Regions from separate parts of the Mus musculus genome. Here region 1 is linked to region 2. The links are chromatin contacts, called in public Hi-C maps. All regions are on one chromosome and are shown on one strand. The core of a region is the stretch at or near the end of the contact, and the rest is flanking DNA. Distances in the headings are between cores, read along the strand shown.

Region 1 (3,326 bases), core at 179-2,678, 170 kb after region 2:
TGCTCTTAACTGCTGAGTCATTTCTTTAGCCACAGCATTGTGTGTGTGTATGTGTGTATGTGTGTGTATGTATATGTATGTGTGTATATAGATATATGTATGCATTTATATATACATACATAAATATGCATATATAAAAACTTTTTTCCTTGTGTATAGTCATGATACGTGGTCATGTGTTACATAAAGCTATTTTCATACAAGTATATAAGCATACTTTGATCACCTTGCCCCCTATGCCCTCCCTATCTCTTTTGCCCTCCCCCCTTTCTATTATTCCTCTTATTCTCCTAGGCTATTTCTCTTCTATTTTTATGTCATATGCATACATTATTTTACATATCCATATATATGTTAGGAATCACAAGGGAAGGAAAACATATTTGTCATTCTTTGAATGACAAAATTTGTTTAATATGGTTATGCCCATTTGTGTTCATTTTTATGAAAATGACATAATCTTATATTTATGCAGTCACGTGAAGGAAAATTTAAGAAATCCTAGACCATGCTGAGAAGGAGAATCTTATATTTTTAAGGAGAGAACCACTTATATGTGAAGAAAAAAAAAATAAGAGGAATGGGAGGATTCTATGGCAGCTTCTCTCTCACTACCATGGGAAGAAAACAGATAAAATTAAATTAACCCTCGGGACTCCATGCTCTCGGGGGGGGGGGGGGTTTCTTGGGACCTTGCAAAAAGGATGGAGCATATGGTAGGAAGTACCCCTGTGACAACATGGGCTCAAATGAAATTTCAAGGATCATAAATCCTCCTGTTTCTTCTCATAATTTGATGAACAGCTGGTACCAGGAAGTATAACATTCCTCGAGTTATATTCGTGCCTGCATTTCTTTTTTTAAAAGTATCTTTAAAAAAAAAAAGCATCCGGGTTTGGCTCCTGGAAAAAGGAACATGGAACCACTCCAGGATGATCACTAATCTGCTTCAGGAAGGCAGCCTTCCCACCTCGGGGGACATTCACAATGGTCTGCTGTAGTGATCTGTCATAGCATATGGAGGGGGGGGGAGTGGAACATGAGATTGCACAACAGAGGAATATGCATAATTTGGAACTGTGGTTTAAGAAAAAAGGAAAAGAAGGAAGGGAGGATCCCATATTGTCTGTCTACATAGCCAAGAAGAGGCCAAGTGATAAATTCTATGCCCATCTTGAGGGCATAGACTGGGAAACTAGTGGAGAGAGTAAATCACTGGTTTTGGAAATGTACCAAGTTAAATATCCTTTCTGCGTTATCCTTTAAAGAATTAGTTGAAGACAATGGGACTCCAGAGAGCAGCGCTCCCCTAAGTGTGCAGTGCCTGCTCACATACCATAGGTAGTACAGAGACCCTTCCCCCCCCCCTCCCCGGTAAGACAGGAGATGGAGTGTGAACAGATCCCCCACGTCTCTCCTGTGCGGGATGACGAATGCTATATCCTTTCCAGGCTGGTCTTCACTCATCTGCTCTACCTACTGCTTTCTGCTTTGGGAATGCTGAGTGACTTTACCCTGTAGAACCTGGGCCCATCTGAAAGAGGAAGGGATGAAGGCCAGCTGGGTTGGCTGGCTGAATGAGTGTGTTGCATGGATGGATCGTTGTTCACATGCCTCAACACTTTCTGCGACTGGTCAGCTTGGTAGCATTCATTCTAGCAGTGGTCAGTCTGCTCCTCTCCTTGAAGCAGAATGGGAGAGTGTGGAGGAAGGCAGGAGCAGGTAAGGTGGGCAGAGAAGACAGAATGAGAGGGAGAGAGAGAGAGAGAGAGAGAGAGAGAGAGAGAGAGAGAGAGAGAGAGGAGTTGCAGATCTGTATTTAAATCCGACTATTGCCCAAATAGTCTGCGTTTACCTGATATGCCTATTGTTTATGTTCTGCTTTTGCTTTGAACATTTAAAAAGGAACCAAACAGAAGCTGTACATTTTAAAGCAATGTTCAGGCTAGCAGGTGTTAAGAAATGCAAAGCGGGGAAACCGTTGCAACGCGACGAAATAGTCAGCATTACTTGCCCCCCACCGCCCCGCCCCCAAGCCTCTCAAGGTAAGATGGCTCTACTGTCAGCTCAGCTGCAGCCAAGACAAAAAGGCCTGGCTAACTGAAGGGACAGAGACAAGACAGGCAACCTCCTTTTAACATCTCAGGGGAAAGAGCTCACTCAGGAAGCAGAATCTCATGGCTCCGGAACAGCAATGGCATTGTGCCAGCAGACAACAGGAAGTGAGCACAAACAGACCCCTCCTCAACATAAACGCGCACAGACTTAACCTATGGCCGGACTTCTGCCCTTGAGTGACCAGAGCCATTAGGATGCAGGTCAAAAGGTTGTCGTGTGACAGAAAATGGAGCCTTATTGAATGAAGGAGAACTAAAAAAATTCTTTTGTTTGCTTCACTCTGGGGTTTGTATAGCTACTGTGATGTCATAATGGAGTCCAGAGTGGGAAAAAGAAACCCCTGATTTATCACAGCCGGAGACAGGCCGTCGGAAACTCAGTTAAACCCTGAAGGGGAAAGACAGGCACAAGAAGGAACCACACAAAAGTCAGCGTCTTCTCCGACGGGGGTGTACACAGTTATCTTTCTGAACATCAGAAGCTGAGAGAGAGACCACCAGAAAATTCCTGCTTTATCTATGAGGGCGGAAAGACAGATAGACGCTTTCCTGACCCACTGGCTTTTCTTCCCTAGACTCCAAGGTGTCTTCATCATAGTGGGCTAGGAGGGAAAGAAAAATGTGATTCCTAAATCTATACAACCGGGGAGTGTATTACATGATAGCATAGGAAAAATTCACACACACACACACTCACTCACATACAAACATACACACTCACACTCACACACACACACACACACACACACACACACATACAAACATACACACTCACACTCACACAAACACACACACACACACACACACTCACTCACATACAAACATACACACTCACACACACACAAACACACACACACACACGTATGCATACTTAAGCAGCTCTATACAGACCATGTATAAAAAGATGTGGAGATATGGCATGCCAGATAGAGTGCTCAACTTTACAGACAAGGGTAAGATCTGAGGTTTACTTTGTTTAGTTATTTATTTTTTAAACAAACAAACAAACAAACAACCTCTGAGCACTTTTAAAACGTCTGAATAAATTTTTTTTGCTCAGAATTTTCTTCTGGGTTAAAAAAAAAAATCTGACCCTTAAGAAAAGTTTGCTCCGATTCATCCTATAATTCTGTTGATAATGATGGCATGGAGGAGAGAATACTGCGTTTACCCTAAGGTAAATATCATTTGTGTGTTTTCTTTGATCCC
Region 2 (3,226 bases), core at 581-3,080:
ACACACAAAGAGCCGGGCGTGGCGCACGCCTTTAGTCCCAGCACTTGGGAGGCAGAGGCAGGCGGATCTCTGAGTTCGAGGCCAGCCTGGTCTACAGAGTGAGTTCCAGGACAGCCAAGGCTACACAGAGAAACCCTGTCTTGAAAAAAAACAACAAAAAACAAACAAACAAACAGACAAAGAACAGCTAAAGGCCCAGTGGACTCCAACTTCATTCCATTCTTGATTTGATTGTGAACAGTATACCTTAGTGTGTGTTTCCATTGGTGCTGCTGTGACAGCCTATTGCTGATCAGGAAGTTCAAGAGCAGGGTATTGACATTTGATCTGCTTGGTGCCCTCCTTTCCTACCGTGCCCTAACATGGAAGAAGGCTGAAGGGTAAGGAACGACCGGCTTTCCTTGCCATGCTCATCATGAGGACACCTGATCCCATTCTCCAGGAAGGGACCTCCATGGCCCAATCACCTTCTCGAGGTCCCACCTTTTACTATGGTCAGCGTTAGAGGCTGGAATGACACATATAAACCTTAGTATTCCATCCATGCTCCTCCACATTAATGTCTCACATACAAGATGCATTTATTCCATCTTAACATCTCCCCAAGGCCTTAACCCAACTCACTGTAGCAACTAACTACTCAAAAGCTTCCTTCCGCATCAGGGTATCATCTAGCTGAGCAAAGGAGGAGACGCAAGGCACCATCCACCCGAGGTGACCCTGGTTGTGGTCTTGAACTACAAGAAGCAAGAGGTTTGGGAGAGATAGGCTTCCAAGCTTGGGCTTGCTAGGCAACCAGTCCACCCCATGGATAAATTCCATGTCCAGTGAAAGACTCCATCTCTGAAAGAAGGTAGAGAGCCATGTAGGAGATAGCTGTTGTCCTCTGGCTTCCCCCACATATGTGCGCATACACCCTCCAATGAGTACACATAAATACATACATCTACACACAAAGAGGGAAGAAAGATGCACAGCCACCTTTAGGAAGTGTCATGCAAACTTCTGAAGGTACCGGAGAGAGCCTTTTGCTACCGAAAGACTTGTCTTTCCTCCACTGGAAAATGGGTTTTAATAACCAGCTTTATCATTTCCCTAGTACATAACCACTGATAGACCCTTAACCTTGATTGGTTTGTTTCCTTATCTTTAAATTCTGTCTCTATACAATATATATATTTTTTTCTTCTCAGATAAGGTCTTGTTTTGTAACCCAGCACGGGTTGAAATTTGCAGACGTCCTGCCTCTGCCTCGCTTCTATGATAGCGTGCGTGCTGTGCTCAGGTTAGAAAAAAAAAGTTAAGATCTAATAAAGTCAAATATTTTGTGCTTTCTGATCTATAGCTGAATGGAAGTCTTGGTATTTAGTACTTCTTAGTTCTAATTTCTTAATCGCTAGAGAGCAACTCATGGTGGCTATCTTGGGTGACTCCTTCCTAGGTACGGTGCAGCGGATGCTCAGGAGGAGACAGCCTGAGTGGGTGAGTGGATGGGTAGGGTGGTTTTGATTGTGGTGATGGACTTTTCAAGTAAAGTAGGGAGTTCTTTATTGTTTTAAATTTGTTCCCTACTTGCTGGCAGAGCAGCTCTTCAAGATGGAGCGAGTGCTGCAGTTAGGATTACCCAATCCTCGATGTTTGAAGGCTGCTAAGCAGGGCAAAGGTCTGAGGGGAAGAGGGCTTTTTCTAAGCAGGTAATGTGAGCAGAGCATGCTTGTGAAGAGCCTCTCAGCCGAAGGATTTCAGTAGCCACCTCCTTCCCTGACCGGGCTGGCTTGGGTTTGCATGGGTTGGAAACTCTGTTGAGTGTTTTTGGTTTCAGTTTTGTCAGAGCTCTCGCTGACACCGGCAGGCTGGGCTGGGAGTCTGACTGGGAAAAGCTACTTGACAGTCAGGTTGGAACAAAGCACATGCTGGCTTCTTGCAGAGGATGTGGGGCTTGTTGACTGGAAGCCTGCCTGCCAGAACAAGATCCTTCTGCGCACACCAGAAACAATCTGCCATTGTCTCAAGGGATAAAACAGTGCCAATAAAACATGAACGCTCCAGCCAAGAGGAGGAGAGCCGCGTTAACTGCTTCATTTCTGAAAGGAATTGTGGGAAAGGGGAGGCTGAGCAAAACTCGTCTCCTTGTTTTTCATCTTTCACATTTGACATCATACAGATGTGGTTCCCAAAGCCCACCACAGGCCCACTTACAGGGAGTAAATGAACACCCCCCCACCCCACACACACACCTTGCTATTCTGGGGGTTTTAGTGCTGCCGGGGAATGGCCCCTGTGGCCTCTCTTATGTTGGCCTTGGCTCCAGATGCTATTACCTCAGAGAAACTGCCAGAGGGGTAAGGCGGTAGAGTGTGCATAACTCTCAGGACAGCTTAAGGGTTGGGAATGCATGTCCTCAGAGGAAATGGGGGGAAGTGGAGGAGGAGAAAAATCCTAAGAGAGGTGACTGATTGAGGTTATAGAAGCTTTTATCTTAATTTTGCCTGTGTTCTCCCCTTGTCTCTGATGAGAACCAATAAAGGAGTATTAGTGGAATTGAGGTTGTGACTAAACTCCTTCAGTTTGCTTGGCATAATGACTTGCAGACTGTACTCTGATTCTCTTCACTCTATGACCAATCCCTTCTCTAAACTTCTTGCTTGTGCACAACTCAAACTTCAAGCACTGTGCAATAGTTCAAGACTTCACGAGTGTGGGAAAAGCTGGGCTTCATGAAAACAGTTATGAAGGTGTAAGGAAGTGCACCTATGGACTGGGTGCGGTGCTATATGCTATGCCTGTGGTCTCAGCAGTTGGGAGGTAGGGCCTGGATGATCAGGAACTCAAGTTTATCCTCGAACTTATACAGCTACATAGTGAGTTTGAGTCCAGCCTGGGCTACAAAGACCCTGTTTTAATAAACCAAACCAAGCCAAACCAGACCAAACCAATTGAAGAAGCACAGTTGTGGCCAATTCCATAGAAGGGCTTGGGGAGACGAATTGATGGGTCAATTGCTTGCTTCACAGCACCAGGATACGATTTTGGATCCCTACTGCCCCTGTATAATGCCAAGTGTGGTGGTGGTGGTTTGGTCAGCGCTTGGTAAAAGCTTTGCTTGGCTTCTCTGCATGGTTTCTGCCTACCTTCTGAACCTCTGCACCTCGGCTTGGTTAACTGTTCTCTCTCAGATCTTAACTCTCTTAGGTTTGTGAATACGTTTATGGTTCTTTTGGGCCAT

What was found. A called contact is a pair of places that touch in the nucleus more often than the background predicts.
Region 1: a Hi-C map of uterus shows a contact between it and region 2. The contact joins the promoter of 4930449E01Rik here to the enhancer-like site in region 2. A contact is called at or near these places in 5 of 39 promoter capture datasets (the 3T3-L1 cell line, 3T3-L1-derived adipocytes, embryonic stem cells and 1 more), 7 of 484 Hi-C or Micro-C datasets (the 3T3-L1 cell line, the N1E-115 cell line, cerebellar granule neurons and 3 more) and 1 of 115 datasets of contacts at active chromatin or transcription factors (craniofacial prominence).

Annotation. Positions count from the first base shown.
Region 1 is chr14:105,497,360-105,500,685 of GRCm38.p6, forward strand. 4930449E01Rik (RIKEN cDNA 4930449E01 gene) reads left to right here and starts at 1,429. Exons shown (of 3, transcript NR_045921.1): 1 at 1,429-1,722.
Region 2 is chr14:105,326,806-105,330,031 of GRCm38.p6, forward strand. No RefSeq gene overlaps it. Among named protein-coding and RNA genes, the nearest start is that of Gm24207, 51 kb to the left of the region's middle. Within about 2 kb of position 1,831, at least 217 of the 459 cell types and tissues checked have an H3K27ac peak or open chromatin away from gene starts, as enhancers often do. A contact at or near this core is called in 3T3-L1-derived adipocytes, the N1E-115 cell line, cerebellar granule neurons and 3 more, where this site is marked.